4 separate regions of the Mus musculus genome follow, and all the other regions are linked to region 3. A link is a contact called in public Hi-C, HiChIP or PLAC-seq and Micro-C data. All regions are on one chromosome and are shown on one strand. The core of a region is the stretch at or near the end of the contact, and the rest is flanking DNA. Distances in the headings are between cores, read along the strand shown.

Region 1 (2,889 bases), core at 330-2,829, 1.2 Mb before region 3:
ACTGTCGCTCAGCTCAGTAGTACAGTACTTGCATACACACACATTCTAAAGGCTGAGGTTCAATCGCATTATCAAATCCTATGCAGCTATTAAAAGTAATTTTGTAACTTACTGACAAGCTGTAGAACACCTTTATATGCTAATATAAAGTAGAAAACTTAAAGAGATACAGAGCAAAGACTGGAACTTTATATATTTTATGCATTCCTCTCATAACTAAAATCCTCACAAAAAGCACGGATGCTTCTATGACTTTCGGTTTACCATTTAGAACAGTGATAGAACATCATGTCACAACCAGCAGCACCCACACACTGTGCACTTCTAAAGCCTGCGTCAGGGGAAGGGCTGTGGAAATATAGGTCGCAGTGACCACTCTCTAATGCAATTGCAATCGAGAAAGTTAAGAGTTTGTAGGTAAATACTTAAAACGACTGTGCGATAATCCAGGTTTCAATTTTGTTTCCTCGATTACCTGGTAAAACAAGCTATATTTACACACTCGAGGCAGAAATACCAACCAGAGTCTCTTGTTCCGAAGCTGGAATCTGTGAGGTGCTTGCAGCACCCTCGGTAGACACAGACATGTTGGTATTGCACATTGGCCTACAAGTAGAAAAAAAACAACAACACACACGATAAAAACTTGAAATTATAAAACATCTACGAAAAGGGACAAATAGATACATGCATTTACGAAGGAGACAGAAAACGTCTTTCGGCAATAGCTCTCAAATGCAAAACGACGTCGGCGAGCTGTCCCTTACCTGGAGGCCCGCAGGAGAAGCGCGGTGATCCGAGAGGGTCCCCCAGGGGTGTCCGGTCGGTCTCCCGCTCGCCCAGCAGACGGCTGCGGAAACGGGGCAGCGTTTAAATAACCCCAGCTGGAGACATGTCAGGACTTAGCTCCTCCGACAGCCGACGCCGGACGTGTCCCAACTTGACCAGCCCCACAGGAAGAGCTGAGTCAACTCGGCCCAGCCCAGTCCCACCCGTCCCGGAAGCCGCATCCCGGCGAGTCCGGGACCAGGCACCTGTCACCTCCTGGACCCCAGCAACGAGCCCAGCGCGACCCCGGAGCGGGCCCCCCGCGCGCGGGGCCTGCTGGGAGACCCCCGCTCTTCCCTCCTCCCCCTCCCTCCGTCCCCTCCCGCGCATGCGCCGTGCTAACCGCGCCATCTCCCACCCCACCCCCCACTCCCACCCACACGCACACCCCCGGCCGCAGAATGACATCAGGGCCCAGCGCGGGCAAACGGTCGCCCAGCCTCGTGCCCCGCGACCCCACGAGCCGGCCCGGGTTACGAGTAGGCCCCGGAGGGCGCGGAAAAGAGGGAATGATCGGGACTCTCCGCCGCCCACGGAGCGGGTACCTGCTACTTCCCGCGCATCTTCCGACCCTTCACGGGGAGCGCGGAGGCCCCGCGGCCGGGGCCTGAGCGACCATGGTCGCTCCAGAGCTCGAGCGACGAGAAGGCGGCGGCTCCTCACCGGCCGCTCCTAGGCTACGCTGGCCCCGGAGGCCCCGTTAACAAAGCAGAGTTCTGTGACGAGCGCCCCCTACCGTCCGCGGAGAGAACGCCGGAAGCCACGGGCCATCCGGGCATCGGGGCGTGCGCGCGCGCACGCCCGACGCCGCCTCCTGGACCAATAGGAGGCGGGGGGCGGGGCTTAGCGGCCGCCCGGTGCCGGAGCGCGCAGGAGGTGGGGAGGGGCCGCGCGGTTGTGTTTACCGCTCGAAACCGCAATGGTCGCTAGGCAAGTTCCTATCCGACTGCTGCTGCTACCAAAAGAAAAGCAAGACTAACAGCTGGGTAGTATTTTTAAATCCATCCCGCCAGCAGCTGAAGTTGTATACAAATGAGTGATTTTTTTTTAAGACTTTAAAAATAGGCAAGGTGAGAGAGGGTGGAGTGGGACGGGGAGGAAATTGTGAGAAGGGGGTGTCCCAGAAGGGAACGGAGAGCGGGGTGGAAAGTGAATAAATAATAATGAATAAAAAATGAATAGCTCCATGGTCAAGAGTGCATACAGCTCCTTTTTAGGTTTTCAGTCACTCACGCCACACAAATTCTGTCATTGCAGGGTACTCAACACACTCTTCTGGTCTCCATGAGCAACCGCACCTGTGTGCACAGACATACACATAATTAAAGTTAAAATTAAAAAAAAAAATTCAAAGACTGTTAGGGTCCATGACACCTTGGGCTCATAGTATGTAAACGCAAAGAATGTTTTAATCTGCAGAAGTCAGCATTCTGGTGTCTCCTCTCCCCATTACTAAGATAGAGACACCCAAGTGAGTTTGCAGACCTGACATAAAGCATATTAGCGAATTCTGGGATAGGTGACCTCTATGTTAATCTATTGGGTCCATCTTTAGGGACATTCCATTCCCGGGGTGAGAGGGCTGGAAACTTTTGGCTGAGAAAGTCTGGAAACTGCTGCTGACCCATTGTCCTTGCCTCAGGCGGGGCAGCTTCTGAGGCCCGGACTTGCCCGGAATTGCCCAGTTCTTGGAAACAGAGATTTAGGCCTAGTCCCCTTAACTGCCAGTTTGAAACTTGTCATGAAATCAGCCTGGCCTTTTCAACACATACACTCCAGTGTTTACAAACTTTCTAATTGTTAGTCATCTTGAGGGCCCAAGATAGCATTATAAGGTATAGGAGTTTGGCCTGGACGCTGCTTTAGGCAGTGTGGACGCAGGTCAAAGAAAAGCATTGATAAGGCCAGATATAATGGTGTGCGTGTAATCCCAGGTACAGAGCAACAGCCGTCTGGGTCCACCTTTTAAGGTACATCTAAGAACGGAGGGTGTGTGGCACCGAGAAGGTCCTGCATTGTTCAGTCCTCGGTCCCCAAAGCAAAAGCCCCAGATCTTAAAGG
Region 2 (3,044 bases), core at 281-2,780, 1.6 Mb after region 3:
ATTGCTGCGAACGTCCCAACCCCCTGCCCGCCCGCCCGCCCGCCCCCGGCCCTGGGCGCTGCGCACAACTCTGCAACAGCCGGCTTGCACTCTTAATTGGTTGCATCCGCAGACAAAACCCTCCATTCCGCGGGGTCCTGGGTGCCCCTCGACCGTCCCTTCCCAGCCCCCAGCCACTCGCCCAAGAGGAAGCTAAAACTTGGGCTGCTCAGAGGAGCGGGATCGAGGAGCCAAAGAGGGACCCGACTCCTGGCGGGGAAGCGACCCTGGCTACCGTGCACTTTCCTTCCAGAGCTCCCTGGGCGAAGCGCGTTTCCCGGGCCCGCGGGGGCCTGGGATCCTCCGGGATCCTTTCCCCGCCAGCCCCGGCGGCTGTAGCAGCTCGGCAGGCATTTAAATATCCTCGGGAGGAGCACCAGGCGGGCAGTCGGCTCCGCACGCGTTCTTTGTCGGGAGGGCGCGAGCCTTGGGCCATGGAGTGTGGGGAGGGCACCGAGGGGGCGGCCGCGGCGCATCAGCCTCCTACGGGAAGGCGGCCCCGAGAAGCCGGAGAAAGCCGCGGGTCTAAGAGCTTCGGACTCGCAGTCCTGCCCCTCCTGAACTCCCCAGTCCCCCCAGTCGCCAAAGCGGCTGACAAAGCGACGCTTTTATTCTTTGGGACCCCCGAGGCTCGATGCCCCCCCCCCGAGCCACGCCGCGCCGCTCCGGGGCTGCGCACAATAGCGAAAGTCCCTGTCCACGATTCGCGCGACCCCACCTCCACCGGGTGGCTACGGCTCGCCGCGGGACCCCAGCTCTTGGAGCCGGGGAGCGCGGGTACCCGGAGAGACTGCGCCGCGCACTCTCCAGGGGAACTCGGTCTCCCGCCCCACCTACACCCGGGTGGCAGGCGGGCTAGCTTGCGCTGCCGTAGCCGCTGCGCTCCCGCGCTCCGGTCGCCCGGCGTGTCGCGGGGCCCCGGGGGCAGAGGCGTCGCGGGTGGGCTGAGTGGCCCCTCCGCGTCGGCGTACTGACTTGCTGCTGCTTCCTGGGTCGGCCGCGTCCTCGCTTCTGTGGCACCGGGGCGGCAGGTTGTCCCTGGGCTGATGTGGACGGCTGCCCGGCGCCCTCACCGCGTGCGCTCATCCTGCCTCCCGCCGCCGCTACCACTGCCTCTACCGGTACCGCCGCTGCAGCCGCTCGGCCTCCGCCGCCCCGAATCCGCCCAGCACCTTTCGGGAGACGGGATGTAGAGAGCTGGAGAGGGCAAGAGCGGCGAGAGCAGGCGAGCTGGCGAGTGCGCCGGGGACTACTGCTGCTGCTTAGGCTGCCGCCGCTGCCACCATCAACACCGGACGTCCAGCGGCTGCCAAAAAGAGAGAGGGGAGGAGGAAGAGAGGAGGAGGAGAGGAGGAGGAGGAAAGGAGGAGGCGCTGCGGGCAGTGGGTGGCGGAGGTAGAGGTGGAGGTAGGGAGAGGAGGCGGGAAGCGAAGGAGAGGGAAGAGTTGGAGGCGGAGAGGGTTGCTCTCTCCGCAAAGGCTCGGGAGTTGCGGGTACTGGGACGCTCGGCAGCGGCTTGGAGAGGGAAGAGACTTGGAGTGAATTGTGTCCCTTGAAATGTTAGGCGGGGAAAGAATTCCGCCTCCTCTCCCCCACCCCAGAGGGAGAGAGAGGGAGGGGGGCGGGAAGGAGAGACAGAGACGCAGAGAGCCAGAGAGAGACACAGAGAAGAGGGACAGAGACAGAAACTCAGAGAGAGACAGAGACAAAGAGACAGAACGGGACAGAGATAGAGACTGACTAGTGCGGTCAGAAACCGAGGAGAGAGTGGAAGTTTCTGCCAGGATCCGGTAGGGCGCCCAGCTCAGCTCTAGCAAGGAACAGAGCAGTGGGTGGCACCGCGCCTCCTCGGGTGGCGGGGTCAGGCGGCGGCACTGCACAGATGCAGAGGGACAAGCTGCTGGCCTCTGCGCTCTGCACCCGGAGCCCAAGTTTTGCCCGTGCTGCAAGTTTTCAGAGTTCCTGCCCGGGATTCAAGAGGGATGAGTGTGTGCGTGCGTGTGCGTGTGTGTACACGCGCGCTCGCACTTGCGGAGGGGGTGGCGGGAACGGGGAGTGCCCACCTCTGATCGTGGGCGGATAAAGGGGAGGGGGCTGCAGGAGAAGCAAGAGGAGGGGGCAGGCCAGGCGGACAGCCGAGCCCAGGCGCCTGGCCGCGGGCCAGAGGCAGCGTTCGAAACACAACTGCCTCGAAGGCGGCGGCGCCCGGTTGCCACCCGGAGCCCCGGCTCACGTGCTCCCGCCAGCAGTGGGGTTAAAAAGACAGGGCCTAGGCTCTCCTGCCGGATCGCCGCTGGAGGCCACCCCTGAGCGGCTGTCCTAGGAAGGCGAAAGAAAATGACTATCTCAGAGTCACCCTGGAGAGCTTGGCTTCTACCTGTGCTTCCACCGAGGGTTGCCCGAAGTTTCCGGAAGCATTCAGGGTCAACCGCCGCTGTCTACTATTTCAGCCCCGGGAAAAGAGCGACCAAGGAGTCGGAGCGCCCCTTGCGACCCCCCCCCCCCCCCCGCTCCACTGAGAAATGCCCTCACCCCAGAGTGCACGGGCCGGCGCACAAACAAGCGTGCACAAAGATACACGGGCCCACGCGTGTGATCGCAGACAAGCTTGCACGAAAATTCATGTGTGCGCGCACACACACTTCACTGGCAAGCAGGCATGCAAACAAACCCGTGCTTAAGCACACACTACCAGACACACGATGGTGCCAGTAAGCACATTCGCAACAAAAGCACACACTTGCACACTATACACAGGAACACCGAGTGTGCCAGCTCCTTTATCGAGGTCCCCTCCCCCAGGACTGACTCCTGGAGCAGGCGCTGCACCCCCGTGCTGGGACGCCCATAACTCTATGGGATATTACCGATCACTTATCCTTCCACCGCACCAATTGCCTGAAGTTTGCCTTCATTTTAACCTTCTCCCTCAGAATTCCTTTCTGCCAAGTCCTAATTTTATAGCCTGGGCTGTTTCTAAGTTATGTGAACACCATCGTGGCCAC
Region 3 (3,092 bases), core at 303-2,802:
CTGCAAGCGCACACCTCCTCTAGGCTCCAGGTCACCATCCAAAGGCCATCGCTGGGAGCCGAGGAAAGGTACATTCTGAAGTCACATCCAGCTTGCCAGTCTCTACAGCTACCAGTCCCAGGCTCCGCTCTCCTCCCCAGGGACTCAAGGGACAGCCCTTGTCAGGTGCCCTTCCTTTGCCACCTACAAAGCAAAGCCCAGTCTTTCCTTTTGAGCAATATCCACGTTGAGAATCCTGCGGGGGGGGGGGGGTTGTTTTGTTTTGACTACTGCTGTAGCTCTTATTTTTGTTAATGTTAATTACAATTTCTGCTGTGCTCAAACCTGTAGCTCTCATAAAACATGCTTACACACGCGGGGGACAATTGGCGGGTGCTCCCTGCTGGCTGGAGCCAGGCCTCGGAGGCTCTTTGGGGGATCGATTTTCCGGGCAGGGTAGGCTAGCTGTCCCCTAACACATACGTTTCTATAAATATCCACTACCCCTGGGGTTGGGAGTAGATGTTTACCGGGTCGGGGGGGAAGGGAGCTCTGAGAAGCAGAGATGAAAAAAGGGGGAGGGGGCGCAAGGAGGAAGTTCCCAGGAAAAGGAGCCTGGGGTGGGCGAGCACCAGAGGGAAGCAAGGGGCCCACGCCACGAATCTCCTTTGTGGCAGCAGCTCGGGGCTCGCCCAAGTTGCAGAGGGCGGCGTCGAGGACAGGCCCCTGCTAGGGGCGTGGAGATTCGGCCCTCTCTTCCCACAGTCGGAACCCAACAAGCCAGGGGTCTGCCTGGCGCCCACCCGAAGCCAGGTCTCACCGTGTGGGCTGTAGTGGTAGCGTTGCTGGCCCGGAGAGGCGGCAGGGCGATGGGGGAGGGCGGGCCGGTCCCCACTCCGCTTCGGGGAGCCCCCGCGCCGATCCCCGGGGAAGCCTGAAGCTGGCGAACGGCGGTGTCCCCTCCTCGGCCTGGGAGCCACGCGCGGGAGGAGACAAAAGAGGGTCAGGGTGGGGGAAGAGAGCCACCCAGACCCCCCGCCCCCGCCCCGGTGGGCAGCGAACCCCCTCTTCTAGGGAGAAGATGGAAGGAGACACCCGGCCCGGGAAAAGCCGGCGGCGTGCGGGAAACAAGGGGGGTCGGGACGCGACTCCCCAGCGCGCACCCGCCAGCTGCAAAGTTAAGTTCGCGACCCGGCGGGGAGCAGTGCTGGGCCGGAGCTCCGGAGCCCACGTCGCCGGGCCGGGGGAGGGGAGGGCGGGCCACCGAGAAGGCGCAGCGGCGGGGTCGCGCTCCGGATGGCCCTCGCTCGACCCGCCGGGTTCGGGGATCCCGGGGCACCAACGCGCGCAGCCCGCGCCCCACGCCGCCGACAGGGTCCCGGGGCCCTTACCGGTCGGGTAGGCGGCGGGAGCGGCGGCCGAAGGTTTCCTGGTTAACATGGCCGCGGGAGAGGAACGTGCATGGCAGTGCTGCCCTCGCCGCCGGTCCCGCCGCTACTCCTCGCCGCCGCCGCCGCCGCCTCCTGGTCGCCCCTCACGCGGGTCACCCGCGCCTCGTCGCCGCCTCGCTCCCGCTACAGCCAGACACACGCAGTCCGCTGCATCCCCTCGGCCCGGACCCGCCGCCGCGAGCCCCCCGCTCTCCTCCTCGCCGCCGCCGTCCCCCTCGTCCTCGGGCGGCTGCTGTACCCCCCGGCCCGTGCACATGCCTCGCCCTCCCCTGCCGCACCGCTGGCCTCCCCGACTCCCTCACATCGGGGCCGCGGGGAGCGGGTTGCGGCCGCCGGGACCCACTCGCTCGGGAGCCTCCTCCCGGGCCCGCGCGCGTCCGCGCACACTCGCACACACGCTCGCCCCCGCGGCTCGCGCCCGAGAAGGCCAGCCCCGCCCCCGCCGAGGCCCCGCCCCGGACTCCCCCCACCCCCCACCCCCGGCCCCAGCCACACAGGCTGGCGGCCACCCCACCCCCACCCGCCACCCCGGGAGTCCCACCCCCTCCGATCTTCCGCAGAGCCGCCCTCCGCTCCCAGGAAAACTGCGACTCCGGCTCGCCCTGTGCCTCCCCTACGGCCATCTGCCCTCTACCCGGGTCCCCCTCGCCCCTGCGACGCCCCTCCCGGCACTACCGCGCAACCTACCGCGGCCGGCCTCCTCCCGAAATTGCTGCAGAGACCACTCCCTCTTCCATCACGCCCCTAAACACCGCTCCTAATGGCTGCTCCCAGACAATACTGCGGCCCCCCACCCCTGGCCCCGACCCTAGTCCCTGTCCCTGTCCCAGTGGCCCAGCCAGCCCCTCTCCCCAGTTTATCATGGAGAGAACTTAGTTGTATGAGGGTCACCTCGGAAAGTCAGGCTCCGAGGAGGGACTGCGGCTGAGCCTGGTGACCCAAGCATGGACGAAGGAAGGGGCTGCCCTTCCACCTTCATTTCAGCCACGCACGCCCTCCCTGATTCACTGACACCGAGTGACCGCTGCCCTCCAGTCGCTAGGACAAGGGGAGGCAGACAGGCGCCTGTGGACCGCAGCTGAGGTAGCAGTTGGCTGTGGGTTGCTAGGCAAAAATAAACATCAGAGACACCTCCCATTTCCTTACAACTCCAAGCCTTTCCCCGGCGCGGCGCGGCCACTGAGACAGACACACCTTCCTTTCAGCTCTCTGCTGCACTGGTGCGACACCTCTGATTCCTCACATCCTCGGAGGAAAAGATTCCTTTTCCCTTTCCCTTCCCAGACACGTGGAGAATTTCCCCGCCCTTTTCATTTGTGGTCTATAGCCTCTGTTTCCCAGAAAGAACAAAAATTTTCTTCTCTGTCGTCGCACACCTTATGCTTTGTCGCGCGTGGCACACTTGTGCACCTTTGTCCACTTGGACAGCCAGGTGTGGAGGGAAAGCTTCAAAAAATCCCAGCAGATAGGGAAGAAAGTTGGACCGCATCCAGGCATGCACTTCCTTCCTGGGAGGTGCCTAATTTCTGAAGTGCTCCTGGAGTCCCGGGTCCATTTTTTACTGTCCTGTTCATTGTGTCTGTCCCCAGGTCCCCGAGAGTGCTGGCCCCAGCTAGAGCAGACTTCAGTCCAGAGGGAGCTACCTCCTGCTGTTCTGTGGGC
Region 4 (3,126 bases), core at 239-2,738, 1.4 Mb after region 3:
GGTACATGAAGCTGCCAATTTAGAGCATCTGTAAGGTTGATTTTTCAAACCCAGGGCATGCACGCTTCCTCTTGTTATAATGCCAACTGTATTTTTCCTGGGTTAAAAATCTCAGTGCTTGCTCCACTATATGCATGGTTTCTTCAAAAAGACACAGCTCTTCTAGCAATTAAACAGGGATTTTATAAGTCATCACTTATAAAGGGGGCTGGAGACCTGGTTCAGTGGTTAAGAGCACCTCTTGCTCTTGCAGAAGACCTGGGTTCAGTTCTGTGGTGATTTGGATATGCTTGGCTCATGGGAAGTGGCAATATTGGGAGGTGAGGCCTCATTGGAATAGGTGTGACTTTATTGGATGAAGTGTGTCACTGTGTAGGTGGGCTTTAAGGTCCCTAGTGCTCAAGCTCCAGCCAGTTCAGAAGAGAACCTCTGGCTGCCTTCAGATCTGGGCTTCTCCAGCGCCATGTCTGCCTGCATGCTGTCATGCTTCCTGCTATGACGACAATGGACTGAACCTCTGAAACTGTGAGCCAGTCCCAAATAAATGTTTTACTTTTTAAGAGTTGCTTTGGTTATGGTGTCTTCACAGTAATGGAAGTAAAACTAAGTAAAACTGGTTCCCAGCACCCCTGTGGTGACTCACAACCAACTGTAAATCCAGTTCAAGGGATGAGATGGCCTCTTCTGGCCTCTTCTGGTACCAGGCACACATGTGGTACACATACATGCTTGAATGTGGTGATCTGTTGAAAACACTGTTTCCAGGTAAGTCTGGGTAGTTAACGTTTGTTGCCTAATCACCCACTGAAGATCAATGAATGAGGTACTATCTAGGCCCTAAGACACTCTTCTTATCTTTCACAAGTGTTAAAGAGACTTGCGTATCGCCCATAGCTTGTGCAATATTAGAAGCACATGCAAAAACCACACCTTTTTTTGTAAACTCATTCACCCTAGGTTAGCTTTGTCTCAGGTATGTAATAGTTTGGACAGATCAACATTGGTTGAAATAGCTTGTTTTACCCTTTAAATTCGTGGGGATAAGGAAAGATTATTCTGTTGGGTGACACTTTGAAATATAACTGGCATGCAGTCGACGTGACGTATTTAAGTTGTACAATTTGATACATCCTCACAGCCGCGTACCTCCTAGGATCCTCAGCCGAAATGAGAAAATTTCTAGACTGCAATTAAACAAAAACAAAACTCAGAAAGGGCTCCAGGATGATCAGAGCTGAGCAATCCCTTTGGTATCCTTTCTCGTGAGGCTGTCACAGACAGGGCCCCCGGCCAGGCTTGGCCCATCCAAGGCTTTGAGATGCTTTGATTTATAATTTGCCACTCCCGACAGGAAATTCCTTAAACTTTCTCCTGTAGGTGTAGGGGTCAGCCAAAGCCTCGGGATGACAGAGACAGCTGGTTGACCACGCCTCCCCAAAGACCACGCCTCTCAAGGATCCCGGCATGCTGTGCGCTGGCCCCTGAACGGAAGCCGGAAGCGCCTGTACTTCCGGTTGGCGTCCCACGCGTGGTGCGCGGTGTTGTCTCTCAGGTGAGTTGCGTGGGCTTTGGACTCAACTCCGCGGCGTGAAGGACTGGCTCGGACCCTGCCTCCGCGGCGAGACCTGACCGCATCCTCGCTCGGTGCGGGGCTCGGGAGGGCGAGGCTCGGGGTCCCGCACACGGACCACTGGTGATTGCTGACGCTCAGGGGACCTCACCCAGCCACCCCACGGTTCTCGTGACCTGTACGGTGTGCAGCAGAGCGGTGGCCCCGGGGGATCCGGCTCAGCCCCGCAGTCCGCAGACGGGGACGGTAGCTCCGGGTTGAAGCCGAACTTGGTAGAAAGGAGCTGACAGGAGTCGGAGGATCAGAGCGAGCCTTAGGGAGAGCCATTTCCAGACCTAGATCGGAGATGTGACGGTCCTGAAGTGGGCGTTGTGCGGACTGGAGCTTGCGTGCGTGTGGGGCTAGAGAGTAAGTCGGAGGCCCGAGAGGAGCGGGATGAGCTTTGATACACGAGGGGAGGAGTCTTTAAAAGGCAGGGAGCTATGGTTTAAGCTGTTAAAAGTTCACACTAAAGATGTGGTGACGGATATTGGATAAGAACAGCGCAATAGGTGATTTTAAGGCGGAGCTGTTCGCTTTCTGTGTCTACTATGCATAGCTGCTCTTTGAGAACGGCTTGAATTAACGACTTGTTCCTACTTAAAGGGGCCTGACGTGTCCGGACTTAGTCCTTTCATGCTCTGCGCTGATTATTACATAAGCTAAGCATGAGGGCACAGCACAACTTCTCTTCCATCTGTCCCAGTTCTGAAGAGAAGGCTGCTTGGCCACGTCCTTGCCAGTCAAGGGTGTGAGCAGTAAACCTTTTGTTTGTGTTTCTGTTCACCGCCAGGTGAAGCATGGCTAAAAGCCTGCGGAGTAAGTGGAAGAGGAAGATGCGGGCCGAGAAGAGAAAGAAGAATGCGCCAAGGGAGCTCAACAGACTGAAGAGTATCCTCAGAGTGGACGGGGATGCTCTAATGAAAGACGTTGAGGAGATAGCAACCGTGGTGGTAGCCAAACCTCGCCAGGAGAAAATGCAGTGTGAGGAAGGGCGGTGTGACGGCGCAGATGAGGAAAAGGGTGAGCCTCGGTCTTCATTTACATGGTTTTTCTAAAAAATGATCCACTTTTCTCTTAGGGGTCGGTCTCTCTCTGTCTTTTTAAAGCCGTCTTCTACCCATTCTACTTGTCCCTAGTGTCAAGTCCAAAAGAAACTGGGGACAAATGGCTAGCTGTGGAGCTTATTAGATAATAAAGTACATGCTGGCACCCTGGTTCCTCTCAGCTCCTCCCCCCAACCCCCAAGTGTCTCCACTTCACAAGCCTCCCTCTCACTCCCATATAACACTGCCGTCTCGGCCGTGCTTCTCTCGGCTCCTGGATCCTCTCGTTCCTCTCAGTCGCCTTTACCCCACTTCTCTTCCTCTCTTGCCTCCCCAACCCCCACCCCACTTTCTCTCCTCTCATGGCCTGGTTCAGTCCACTGGCGATGTTTTGTCTTCTTTCTCTCCTGCTCTGGACTCTTCTGACTGTACCTTCCCTCATTTCGACAGTAAACACTTCCTCTTCAATCA

Evidence for each region. A called contact is a pair of places that touch in the nucleus more often than the background predicts. HiChIP or PLAC-seq counts read pairs in DNA pulled down with a chosen protein or histone mark.
Region 1: a Micro-C map of embryonic stem cells shows a contact between it and region 3, with 8 times the contacts expected there. The contact joins the promoter of Mdm2 here to the promoter of Dyrk2 in region 3. A contact is called at or near these places in 1 of 39 promoter capture datasets (cranial neural crest), 2 of 484 Hi-C or Micro-C datasets (embryonic stem cells and myocytes) and 4 of 115 datasets of contacts at active chromatin or transcription factors (astrocytes, embryonic forebrain, large pre-B cells and 1 more).
Region 2: a contact with region 3 is called in an HNF4G HiChIP or PLAC-seq map of pancreatic cancer cells. The contact joins the promoter of Hmga2 here to the promoter of Dyrk2 in region 3. A contact is called at or near these places in 1 of 39 promoter capture datasets (embryonic stem cells) and 1 of 115 datasets of contacts at active chromatin or transcription factors (pancreatic cancer cells).
Region 4: a contact with region 3 is called in a Hi-C map of B cells, with 5 read pairs. The contact joins the promoter of Llph here to the promoter of Dyrk2 in region 3. A contact is called at or near these places in 1 of 484 Hi-C or Micro-C datasets (B cells) and 1 of 9 other capture datasets (adipose tissue).

What each region holds. Positions count from the first base shown.
Region 1 is chr10:117,709,179-117,712,067 of GRCm38.p6, forward strand. It overlaps Mdm2 (transformed mouse 3T3 cell double minute 2), which reads right to left and starts at 1,580. Exons shown (of 12, transcript NM_010786.4): 1 at 1,374-1,580; 2 at 768-850; 3 at 522-606. The coding sequence starts at 602.
Region 2 is chr10:120,474,939-120,477,982 of GRCm38.p6, forward strand. Hmga2 (high mobility group AT-hook 2) reads right to left here and starts at 1,531. Exons shown (of 5, transcript NM_010441.3): 1 at 1,015-1,531. The coding sequence starts at 1,125.
Region 3 is chr10:118,867,351-118,870,442 of GRCm38.p6, forward strand. It overlaps Dyrk2 (dual-specificity tyrosine-(Y)-phosphorylation regulated kinase 2), which reads right to left and starts at 1,553. Exons shown (of 3, transcript NM_001014390.2): 1 at 1,371-1,553; 2 at 800-948. The coding sequence starts at 1,419.
Region 4 is chr10:120,225,572-120,228,697 of GRCm38.p6, forward strand. Llph (LLP homolog, long-term synaptic facilitation (Aplysia)) reads left to right here and starts at 1,489. Exons shown (of 3, transcript NM_025431.2): 1 at 1,489-1,552; 2 at 2,403-2,632. The coding sequence starts at 2,410.